2 separate regions of the Mus musculus genome follow, and region 1 is linked to region 2. Evidence: chromatin contacts called from public promoter capture Hi-C data. All regions are on one chromosome and are shown on one strand. The core of a region is the stretch at or near the end of the contact, and the rest is flanking DNA. Distances in the headings are between cores, read along the strand shown.

Region 1 (5,921 bases), core at 2,411-4,910, 1.7 Mb before region 2:
GTAACACCATTAGGACTTGAACTCACATTTGGAGGTAGTGTGACCCTTGTTGTGGGTCAACTCTGGGCTGGCCACCACCCCCCTGGAGCTTCTCTCCAACAGCATGAAGACAAGACCCACCCATCCCTCCCAACACCAAGCCTACAGAGTCAGCTTCCCAGCTCTCCGTCCTCCTGTCGCTGCGAAGCACTGGCAGAGGAAATCCCCCTCTCTGGGCTCAGTCCCTGTCCTAACAACTGAGGATTCTAAGTCAGCTGAGACGAGCTTTTCTTGCTGCCTTTGCCCGTTTCCCTCCAAGGGTATTGTGGCGGCCACAGGGAATGAAGACAAAGGTACAACTGGCCCTCAGGAGCCATGGAGTCACCATCCACGGATTCAAACAATCACAGAAAATAGTGAGTGAGAATTACTGTCTGAACTGAACATTTACACAGGCCTTTTCTGTGTCATTTCTCCTTCTCTTCAATATCCCAAACCATCTCCACAGTATTTACACTGCCCTCCACAGTGTAAGCCACCTAGAGAAGGCCGAGCTGCATACAATCACATAGATCATACACAAACACCATACTGCTTTACATGACATAGTTTTGAGCATCTGTAGATTTTGGTATCCTTAGGGTCCAGGAAGCCTCAATACCAAGGGGCAAGAATACAAATTTGAAAGTGGCCACATCTACTATACCTAGACTGTTTGGTATAACCACAGATATTTAGACAACCAGGCTACGGGGAGGCTCTGGATGTTCTTCAGTGAGCTGAGGCTTGGGAAAGGAATGAGCGGAAACCAGTAGGTTTCTCCCGTCCCTGCAGCCCTTCCTGCCACACACTTTCTCATTTTGCAGTTGGAAGTCAGGAATTAGTCCTTTTGGGCCTGGAATATCTATACAAGGGGCTACTGAGCCACTGCTACTTTCTTTGTTGTTTTATGGTACTAAGAAAACCCAGGGCCTCACGCATCCTAGGCAAACACTACTGGTAAGCTAAACCCCTAAACCTTCATTGTATTCTCCTTTCCCTTCTCTTCCTCCATCTCTATCTCTTCTTCCTCCTTTTCCTCCTCCTCTCTATGGTACGGTTTGAAACAAGTCAGCTTGCAGAGTCTGGGTAGATTTCATTTTATCCCATTAGTATATTCCCGGGGCTGGAGAGACGGCTCAGAGGTTAAGAGTACTTGTTGCTCTTGCAGAGGACCTGGGTTCAGTCCTAGCACCTACATGGTAACTCCAGTTCTAAGGCTTTGGATACCTTTTTCTGACCTTTTGTACACCAGGACTGTACACAATGCACATGTGTATATAAAAGCAAAACACCCACACACATAAAACTAAATTTAATATATTCCTACAAGGAAACTATGTCCCCCAAATTCAAATGTTGGTCAGCCATCTGTAAGTGAACCCTATGCAGTGCAGCAGTTGATTGCTGAGGTGACAGAGCATTTCCTTAGGTTTAAAGCTTTCATAGGTCTCAGCACGGGAGAGATCAGCTATCTGGGCTCTGTGGAGATGCTTGCAGCAGTACCATCTGTGAATGAACAGAAATGATACCCCATGTCCCCTTTAAATACCTGTCCCTCAGTAAACCAAATTACTGTGGAGGTACCTTCTTTATCATGTAGGGGCCTGGGAGCTGGGGGTGCAGAGCTGCAGTGCTAGGACAGAACCCTAGAGTCTTGTACTAGCTAGACAATCCTCTACCATTGAGCTGTATTACCACCCACCCCCGTACTGTATTGAAATCAAAAGAGAAAGCAGAACAGAGAACAGGGCAGTAGGGTGGTTGGAGAGAATTGTGTGGAGCAGGCAGACGTGTTGCTGGGGCTTGAATCCCATCTGCGCTCCTTACTACCCCGTGATGTGATGATGGCAGGATGGCAGGTCTCCTTGTGTGCAAGGAGGAAACAGGAGCATCTTCCCACAGCAAGATAAGGGAATGGAGAGAGTGCTGAGTGAAGTCCTGAGGCAATGTGCTGTCACTGACATAGGCAGAGCTGTGTCAGCACCCCAGAACCTCAGACCCATGAAGGAAGGGCAAAGCCCCACCCCCATCCCCTGGCATGAAGAAGCCTTCCTCTGGTCCAAGTATAGAATTTGACAGTATATGCAGAGAATGGCCACTCTAGCTTTCCCCCTTGAATGTTTCCCCCCTGCAGACTGCCTCCCCTGTTTCGTTACACCTCTGTCCCCATCCCTGCCCATCCGTATACACCCGCCTTTCTGTTGATCCCTACAAACACCCTGGGCTTCCAAGAGTGCTGTGGTTTCTCCAGAAAAGAGCCCAGCTCTCTGTGTGTCTTTTTCTTCATGACCTCACTGCCTTCAGTCCTGGAAGACTGTGAAGAACGAGATGTTACAAACCTGATAAGTTAAAAAACAAAAACAAAAAACACTCCTCTGACCATCAAGCACTATAGCCCCTAGACAACCAAGTGAGAAACGCTGGAGTTTCTAAGTTTATGCTGAGCAAATCCCCCTATTCCTTTCATAGAATAGTTTAAGTCTCCAAATTACACTTTACCAAAAAGCCTGGATCTCTGTCTAGCCATGAGGGATGGGAAGGTTGGGGGAGTGGTGCCCAAGGTCTTACCAAAAACCTTACACTGGTCAAGAGGGAAGTTTCACTCTTCCCAGTCCGACTCCCCATGTGACACTCTGCAAGTCACATTCTCTAGCATACAGTATCACTCAAAGTTATGCTTCCATGGGGTAAAAGAGGATGGCAAAGACACTCCTGTCAATTTCATTGGGAGGGATAGCCATGTCTGGGTAAGAGACTGAGAATGCTCGGTTTTGTTTTTTGTTTTTGTTTGTTTTTAATGTAACCAATTATCTGAGGCCAAACACACCAAGAATTTAAAATTCAAGCCCAGCATGGCTTGCAGTCTCAGCTTCTTGAGAGACTATAAAACAGGAGGATCAAAAATTTAGGCCTCCCTAGGCTACACAGTGAATTAGTTCAAGGGCAGCCTAGGGAAGCTAGTGAGAATGAAGGACAAAGTACAAAGTAAGAGGATGGGAGATGTAGGTCAGTGGTTGGGAGCCTGTCTAGTCTACAGAGGTCTGGGTTCAATCTCCAATATTTAGAAGAAGTGGATACTGAAGGGCAGCGGCAGGAGAGAGGAAGAGAGGGGAAAAGGGAGTCCAGCTGGGAAGGGGGATTAAGGAGATAGCTGGAAACCCAGCAACAGCTGAATGGTTGGTCCCTCTAGCCCTGTAGCCCTAGTCCTCCCAGGATCCGTGTGGTACCAAAGAACCCGCCAAAGGTCATTGGAGGAGTCGAGCTGGCTTGGGGCTGGACAGCTGCGGCCTCAGTTTCCCCTCCCCGCGGGGCACGGCTGCGGGGCCGGCTGGTGCTCACGCTTAGCCCAGGCTGTAGCCGTCCGTACTGCTCCGACACCCAGAAGCCGCGCCGGTCCTCCAGCGCCACGAAGGGCAGGTCGGGGAAACGCGCGCGGAACTTCCGGAGGAAGCCGCCCTCAAAGTCCGCCAGCACGCCGTCCATGTCCACCAGCACCCGCAGGGCGCGGCTGCTCGCCCGGCTCCGCTCGGCCCGTAGCGGGGCACCGCGGGGACGCGCACAGCAGCCGCGCAGCCTATGCATCGCCCCGCTCCTCGCCCGGGGCCCGCGGCAGACGCAGCCTCCACCGCGGACACGGACGCGCAGGCTCCGGCCCAGAGCGAGGCCGGCGCGCAGCCCCGCCGCCCTTAAAGGGACATGCGCCCAGAGAAGGTGAGCGCGACGTGGGTGCTGATCGCCCTGGGACATCCAGTCCCAGGTTACAGCCGCCTGTGAAAGCCAGACTGGAGCACTCTTCCTACTGAGGCAGTGGTGGATGGAGGAGCTCACCACCGGAGGAACAAATCCTTAGGTATTTATTGAGCGCTTACTTCGTTGAGCTCTGAGCCCAACAAAGTTCCAGCCATCCCGGATTATGGGTACAGGTTTTTAAACAGCTTGTCATTCCCAAGTATAGACAGGGAGGATTTCAGGTTTTAGGTACAGGTAAAGGCAGATACACCTGCTGTGTGTGATCCTCTTTGTTCATAGATGCTGAATGTTTGCAACCATAACCTTATAAAATTTAAAGCTATCAGAGGTGTAACCTTCAAATCTATAAAGGTTCTAAAAAAAACAGATGCTCTGTGTCCATCCTAACATCACTGGATTCAATAGTGAATCTCCAAATATGTCTGTAAATTTGTTACTGTGCTTCATGTTATTAAAAAAAAAGGAATTAGTAGGTAGAAAAAATATTTTAAAGGATGCAAACATGAAGGTATTTTTGGTAAAGAAAGGTCTCTGTATGTTAAATCTTGGTCCTTCCTGATCTAGATTCCCAGCACCCTGCTGGCTGCTCACAATCCTCTCAACTCTGAACACAGGGGATGCATACAGCACCCTCTGCTGGCCTCCATGGGCACATGTGGTGCACAGACATACATATTGCCAAAACGTGGGGAGAGAGAGAGAGAGAGGGAGGGAGGGAGGGAGGGAAAGAGAGACAGACGGATACACAGGATGTTTGTAAAGATTTTTTAAAAAGACTCTGTCCTAAAGAGAAGAGGGATGGCTGGATGTTTCCAAAATAAGAAAGATAAAGACAAAGCTAGAAAGCTCATGTCCCAAAAGGCCAAGCAAGTTACATGGGAGGACCAGACAATCTGTTGTGAGATTATGTTTTCTGGAAATGACAGAAAAACTTCCATAATAATATGGCTGCCTAAATAAGACCACAACAAGGAACCACCACTGATAGACATGCTAACATGGAAGAGAGACAGTGCTCACAACAGTCTGTAGCTTCAGTTTCTGGAGATTCAACACCTTCTTCTGGCCCCCTCAGGCACCAGGCAAGTGTGTTATACCCATACATACATTCAGGAAAAATAAATATCTTTAAAGAAACTCACCCTCCTTGTCATCTATGAACTTCATTCTCTAAGTTCATGAGACAAGAATCTAGAGGCACTGACTCAGTAAAAGCTTTGTGACTATTGTGGACGCCCGATTCGCCAGCAAGGAAGACACCACAACAGGATTCTTCTGCACAGGTTTATTGGAAGAGCTTGATAGCGAAGCCAAAAGACCCCAGCCCCAAAACTGGCGCTGCTTATATAGGCCTAGGAGTGGCGTGTCTATACCTGATTGGTTGTGCTTTCAGTGCCTCATTTACATTCCCCGGGATGGGCTTTGATTTGGTGAGAAACCCTTATGCACATGCGCACAATGGTTGTTTACCTGAACTTACGGGCGGTGGCCAGCGGTGGCCAGCGCCATCTTGTAATGGCGTATGTGACTTCCCACAACTATGAGCTGCTGGAACCCTATCCTGAGGTAAGCCCACCGGGGCTAGAGGGCTTGGCACAGTCAAGGGTCTTCCTAGTTCACAAGGTTTTCAAGGCAGTGAACAAGAGCTGGGGAGAAGAGGCTCTTCCTGTGGGGCTCCCTGAAAGTTGGGCAGGGAGCAGCAGGGTTGAGTTTTCAAGAGCCAGACAAAGCTGGACCTTTTATTAATGCAGCTGTGTGAGTTGTCCATGCACCTCTAACTAACCCCTCACCCTTATGCGTGGTGGTAATCTGAGTAAACTCATCGGTTCACCAAGCTAGTCTTGGGTGGAATTTTTTCTTTGGTCTATCATATCTCTCCAGGAAAAGTCACACAGCACAATCCATAAAACATGCCACTTCAACTGGGCTTGGCTGGCCAGATCAAGTAGCACAGTCACCCTGAGCTTCAAAAATGGTAGAACGAAAAGAAGTGGGACAGTTGCATGTTGTCTGGGGTGACTCCCACTGCAGTGTTGGTAATCTTCAAAATCCTGACCAGAGTGACCGTCTTTCAGCAATTTGTCATTTAGTGTCCCTGTGCCAGCCTGCAGCAGGAAAGACCATCTTTCCTGGGACAGTGTTTGCTGAGC
Region 2 (6,415 bases), core at 2,102-4,601:
TCTGCATAGATGTGCATCAGTGCCTACCTGGTGCCCTTGGAGGTCAGAAGGCACGAGTTCCCCTGAAACTGGAGTTACATTTGTGTGCTGAGAATTGAACTCGGCCCTCTGCAAGAACAAGTGTTCTTAACCACTCCAGCCCTTAAACTATAATTTTTTGACCAAGTAGATATTGAATAATTCACAATTCACAAAGCGCTTTTTAGTAGGTTCAGTTGGGAGAGGAACCATCTTATAATCCTTTCGGAAACTGAAACTGACAAACTACGTGGCTTCTTCAAGACCTAAAACCCTGTGAGCGGGGGGAGCAGCCAGGCATGGGGGGGGGGGGGTTCAGATCCAGCATAGGCACCTCCCGAGGTGGTCTGAATGAAAATGGCTGACAGCGAGTGGCATTATTTGAAAGGACTGGGCCGAGATAAGGCCTTGTTAGAATGTGGCCTTGGTGGAGGAAGTGTGCCATTGCGGGTGGCCTTTGAGGCTTCAGAAGCTCAGTTCAGGCCCAGTGCTTCTTTCTCTCTCTGCTGTCTGCTCATCTGGATGGAGTCCTCTTCCACACCATGTCTGCCCACATGCCACCACGCTGCCCACCATGGCAATAATGGACTAAACCTCTAAACCATAAGCCAGCCCCAATTAAATGTTTTCTTTTATAAGAGTTGTCATGGTCATGGTGTCTCTTCACAGCCATAGAAACCCTAAGACATTCCCAAAGTTCTCCAAAGACTCTAAAAGTCCACCTTCTTCCCACTATTTGCCCTCCTACCAGGCTGTCCTGTGTCCTGGAACTCATTCTGTAGACCAGGCTGGCCTCGAACTCAGAAATCCACCTGCCTCTGCCTCCCAAGTGCGGCGGGGATGCCTTTTTTTTTAATCGATGGTTGAAGTTGTAACTCAGTTGTAAGAACGTTTCTCTGGCTTTGAGCCATGGCACTGCATACACAGCATGTACTAGTGCTCACGTGTAATTCCCGAACCTTATAGCAGTTGCATGCCTCCACAAATTCACTTAAAGCTGGACTTTGCTTTACATGTCACTAGAATAATCTCTGACAGTCTGAAGTACGCAACACAATAATTTTATCGCTGAGCAGCTAATAAGAAGATACATCTTTGGTAGGTATCCAATGATTCAATCCAAACCTGAAGTTTAAAGGTTTGTACATTATAGAAAGAAACAAAACTGTAAGTGTACCTAAATTCAAACACACAGTGGTTAAAGCAACATTTTCCAACTCATTATGCTTCCATCAGCTGGGTGTGCTGGGCGTGGTGGGCGTGGTGGGTGTGCTGGGCGTGGTGGGCGTGGTGGGTATGCTGGCACACAACTTTAATCCCAGCACTCTGGATGCAGAGGCAGGCAAGTCTCTGTGACTTTGGGGGCAGCCTGGTCCATAGAGTGAGAACAACCAGGGATACATGGATTCTGTCTCAAAAAAGCCCGATGATGATGATGATGAGGAAGAGGACGATGATGACGATGATGAGGACGACGATGACGACACTACCAACAAGCCTCACGTAGTCAAAATCAACATCTCAAACCCTTAGGTCAGTTTAGGAGGTAAAGGCAATCTGGTACAGTTAGGTCAGTTAATTAGAACATGTAAATTACTTCACAAAGCCCCTTTAACCCGGAGGAAAACCTCACTGCTTGGCACATAAGAACACAAGTACTGGTCAAGCAGGGCATGGTGGTGCATACCGTCAATCCCAGCACTTGGGAGGCAGAGGCAGGCAGGGTTTTGTGAGTTCAAAACCAGCTTGGGCTAAGTGCTGAATTCAAAACCAGCATAAGACCCGACTCAAAAGAAATTAAAAATAGATTTAAAAACTAGGGGATTACTTCTCCCTACAAACTTACCGCTGGTCTCCGAGGTTCGCCAGGCAGTTGAGGTGGGTAAACAATCTTATTCTTCTTCTCCCATTTGCGAGAAATGTCAAGAGAAGCACTCGTGTGGATGCACGACGGGGGTAAAACCCTGAAAGGAAGGAAGCCCATAAGACAACAGAAACTTGGACCTCTCTGCCGTTCTGGGAGCCACGTCACCACCACCCTTATCCAGACACTACAGAGCTGGCTCGTCTCCCATCCAGATACACCTGCAATCTCTAGGCCTTCAAACTTTCTTCTCCAGTTTGAATCACTGGTGTTTACATTTTACATAGTTAAAGCCAGCGGCACACTGTCACTTCACTGGGCCTTGGTTTTCATGTATGTAAGAAAGAGGAAAGAGGCAATGTCTCTAAGGCCTCTAACATCATTTTATATCATCACTCACAGCAGGGTGACAGAACCATAAGCTGCTCAACTCTGACTTCAATCTTTCAAAGAAGCCATTAGGATAAACTATTAAACAAGATTTTGTGAGCGTGAGGTACCTACTGTCTGCCATCCCTTAGAAACTGCCTTGCATTTCTCAAAACCTCAATACAGATTTGGCAATCAATATGGTGTCTGGTAAATTAAGTATGCCATGAATTAACAGTGACAAAGTTTCATGAATACTTACAGGTTTTATGAATACTCAGGACTGAAATGGGTTTTAAACGGAATCAAACAACTATAATTATATTATGTCAAAATATTGCTCCAAAGAAGCAATTCATTTGCAAGTACTATATATGTAATCGAAACTTCGGATGTACCCTACGGATCCATGCCAGTGCTAACTCAACTGCATAGGGACGCTTGTGTCCTAGCAGGACAGTGCATGGCCTAGGATCCCAGCCTCTGACTGGTAAGCAGAAGCCAGACTGACTTATGGCGAGACTCAAACAAACAAACAAAAGGCTTTCTCGAGAGGCTCCAGAATGTTCTGCAGAGCAAAAGGCTCAAACTCCAGTTGCTGAGAAACAACAGCGAACGAATGTACAATGTCAGGCAAGCCTCGAGTCTCCAAACAGTCCTTGCCCACGGCAAGTGAATAAAGAAATAACCAGGAATGTTTGTTGGTATAGCACACAAAGTCGAAGATTCGAATCGTGCCTACGGAATAGGGAGAGGCTGGTCAGAAAACACCGAGAGGAGCCCCCGGAGGCAACAGTCTCTATGGGGTTCTGGGTCGGGCCGCCCTCCACCTGAGGCCGAAAGTACTGCCTGGCACACAAGTGCACTGTGATCGATGCAGATCAGGCGCAGCCTGCAAGATCTTCGTGGCAGGACTCTTACCGCAGCGTCTGCGTTGCCCAGATCCTCAGGTTAGGTACCCTCAGTGCACCTGCAACGTGAATACGAGCTGTCAACTTCGATTCTCTTTATCTCCTCCTTCCCAAATTCTAAGAAAGACTCAAGCCTTACCCAACTCTCGCAGTAGTGCGGCCGCCATGCTGAGCCCTACGGAAGCCTCCGGGATCAAACGCCGGCTGACTATACGCATGCGCAGTCCGAGGCCGGCTTCCGGGACCGGAAAAGTCAGAGTGCGTTGTCATGGAGACCAGGAATGCGTCGTCCTTGTGAAAAGTCTGGTCAGAGCAGTCTTTCTTTGGAGTGAATGACCTCATAAAGACTGAAAATCAGAAAAACTGTGACCTCACCTCATAACAGCCTGAAAAGGGCAGGAGAACCTTTTAATCCTAAATATTTAAGGCCAAAGATACAAGAAAGACCACTGATCCAAATCATAATGGCCAAGTTAATTAAAGCAAGCAATTAATTAAAGCAAGCTTTTTTTATTTGCATACAGGAACTGCTTCCCCCTAAAGCAACGTTTGAGAAGGCAGCATCGGATATGAGGAAGACAAGGTTTCTATAGCTCAGGGGTTGGGTGTTTCCAAATGGATTTGCTAGGTGGAGGTTACAGGAGCAGAACTAGAACAGGAGCTGACTAATAAGTTAGTCCCATAAACAGAAACAGACTAGCAAATTGGTCATAACCACCTCCTGAAAGAAAGTTATGATCACAAGGTGGTCCTAAGAAGGTAGTCATAAAAACCTTTTTTTTTTTTTTTTTTTTTTGGTTTTTTGAGACAGGGTTTCTCTGTATAGCCCTGGCTGTCCTGGAACTCATTCTGTAGACCAGGCTAGCCTTGAACTCAGAAATCCGCCTGCCTCTGCCTCCCGAGTGCTGGGATTAAAGGTGTGGGCCACCATGACCGGCCATAAAAACCTTTTGAAACAAAGGTAGGATTAACAAGATGGTTTTGAAACAAAGACACAGTTGCCATTTTCTGGAACCCACAGAACCATGTATAGTTAAGATTACAGGTGTGGCATAGCCCAATCAGTGAGAAATGGAGGTTTAATCATAAACAGGAATGAATCTAGTTTGCCTCTACTATAAGATACCTTTTGGGCTGGTGAGATGGCTCAGTGGGTAAGAGCACCCGACTGCTCTTCTGAAGGTTCGAAGTTCAAATCCCAGCAACCACATGGTGGCTTACAACCACCCATGATGAGATCTGACTCCCTCTTCTGGTGTGTCTGAAGACAGCTACAGTGTACTTACATATAATAAATAAATAAATCTTTAAAAAAAAAAAAGATACCTTTTAAGCCTAAAATGGAGGCAGGCTGGTTCATCAAACTCTGTCTTCAGTGGGCCTCAGGGTTCTTGTTAAAAATGACTGTAACATCAGCATGTGGGAGACTGGTGTTAAAGAACCACCATGTTACACAAGCCGGGCTCTGTCTCAGAGAAAAGGAGCCTGGCGTAGCACCACATGATGTAATCCCAGCGTATGAGAGGCTGAAGCAGGAAGATCTCCACCAGTTTGTCGCCCTGGGCTGCAAATTCCAGGCCAATCAGAACTACACAGTGAGACTCTATCTCAAAGGAAAAGAAGAAAGAGGAAGGAAAGATCACTCTAACACAAATTTGTGAACATTACTGAGAAAACTCTTTCAGAAACCAAATTGCCTGGCATGGTGGCCCACACCTTTAATCCTAGCACTCAGGAAGGCAGAAGCAGGTAGATCTCTGTGAATTCAACACAGTCTGGTCTACAGAGCAAGTGCCAGGCTAGTCAGAGCTATATAGTGAGATCCTGTCTAAAAAAAAAAAAAAAAAAAAAAAAAAGCCAACGGGATGGGGTGTTATCGAGATGGTCCAGCTGACAAGCTGAAGTCAGTCAGTCTCTAGGCCCCATATCATGGAAAGAGAGCACCAACTCCTTGACCTCTGACCTCCATACACACACATTGTGAAATATGAGCACACACACACACACTAAATAAATAATAAAGACTAAGAGACGAGCTAATGCGTTTGTGTGCTCCTGGCAAAACTAGTGATCAATGTGGAGTCTGGTAACCCTGAATTTAGTGCCCTTAGGCTATGCTAGCATAGGTAAGGGCTCTCTATTAATGATAGCCATTGCAAGTTTCCATATGCCACATTCAGGAAGGGCTAACAGCAGTACAGAAGTACAGTCGAATCTGAACAAGTTGCTTGGGTTTGAGTTGTAAGCAGAGTTCAATTCTTTTTTCCCTCCACACCACTAACTAGTTCTCACAGCATAGGCACTCCATTAAGCAGGAGGCGGGATGTCAAACCTCTGCTCTTTAATCTTTGAATACCCCAGTATCAGGAATCAGAATTCCCACCCAACTACAGAGTCTCTTCCTGTCCTTTCTGATTCCTGACTCATTTCATTTATTTTGACAGGCTCTCATACTATAGCCCAGGCTGCCTAGCCTGGAGCACATGGCAATCCTCCTGCCTGAGTGCTGAGCCAGAGCTCAGATTCATTCTTTTAGTATTTCAGCTAAATACACTCTTGCATCTGTCTTTAAAACACCTCCCAAAAACTGGAAAAGTACGCCGCTATGTAGCATTTAAAAACAAACAAACAAACAAACAAACAAAAACTTGCCAGGCATGGTGGCGCACGCCTTTAATCCCAGCACTCGGGAGGCAAAGGCAGGCGGATTTCTGAGTTCGAGGCCAGCCTGGTCTACAGAGTGAGTTCCAGGATAGCCAGGGCTATACAGAGAAACCCTGTCTCGAACCCCCCCCCCCCAAAAAAAAAAAAACTTAATTGGGATACTGAACTGCCTTGTCCAATCTGTCCCAGATGTTTCTCGCTTAATAATACTTGCCTTGCTGGATTGGACAAAATAAGGAGCTTTAGTTAAATACAGGTATATATGGCGGTAAATGCACACAAACGCATTAGCTCATCTCTTAGTCAACCTTGAGGTTGGTAGAAACAGGGTATTTCACATCATGTTGGCCTTTATTATTTATTTAGCGCGTGTGTGTGTGTGTGTGTGTGTGTGTGTGTGTGTGTATGTGTGTGTGTGTTGGCCTTTATTATTTATTTAGCGTGTGTGTGTGTGTGTGTGTGTGCGTGTGCGTGTGCGTGTGCGTGTGTGCTCAGTGGCTGGTTGGCGGGTTCCACAGGTCTAAATCCTTAATTAAGGAAAATATGTAACCTCAGGACCTGGAATTTAGTTCCAGGCGGCGCACGGGAG

Evidence for each region. Promoter capture Hi-C pulls out the DNA fragments that hold promoters and counts their contacts.
Region 1: a promoter capture Hi-C map of pre-B cells shows a contact between it and region 2, with 4 times the contacts expected there. The contact joins the promoter of Nt5m here to the promoter of Mrpl22 in region 2.

The regions. Positions count from the first base shown.
Region 1 is chr11:59,845,812-59,851,732 of GRCm38.p6, reverse strand. It overlaps Nt5m (5',3'-nucleotidase, mitochondrial), which reads right to left and starts at 3,660. Exons shown (of 5, transcript NM_134029.2): 1 at 3,361-3,660. The coding sequence starts at 3,603. It also overlaps a transcript of Cops3 not described here.
Region 2 is chr11:58,168,600-58,175,014 of GRCm38.p6, reverse strand. Mrpl22 (mitochondrial ribosomal protein L22) reads right to left here and starts at 3,351. Exons shown (of 7, transcript NM_175001.5): 1 at 3,302-3,351; 2 at 3,173-3,221; 3 at 1,865-1,982. The coding sequence starts at 3,329.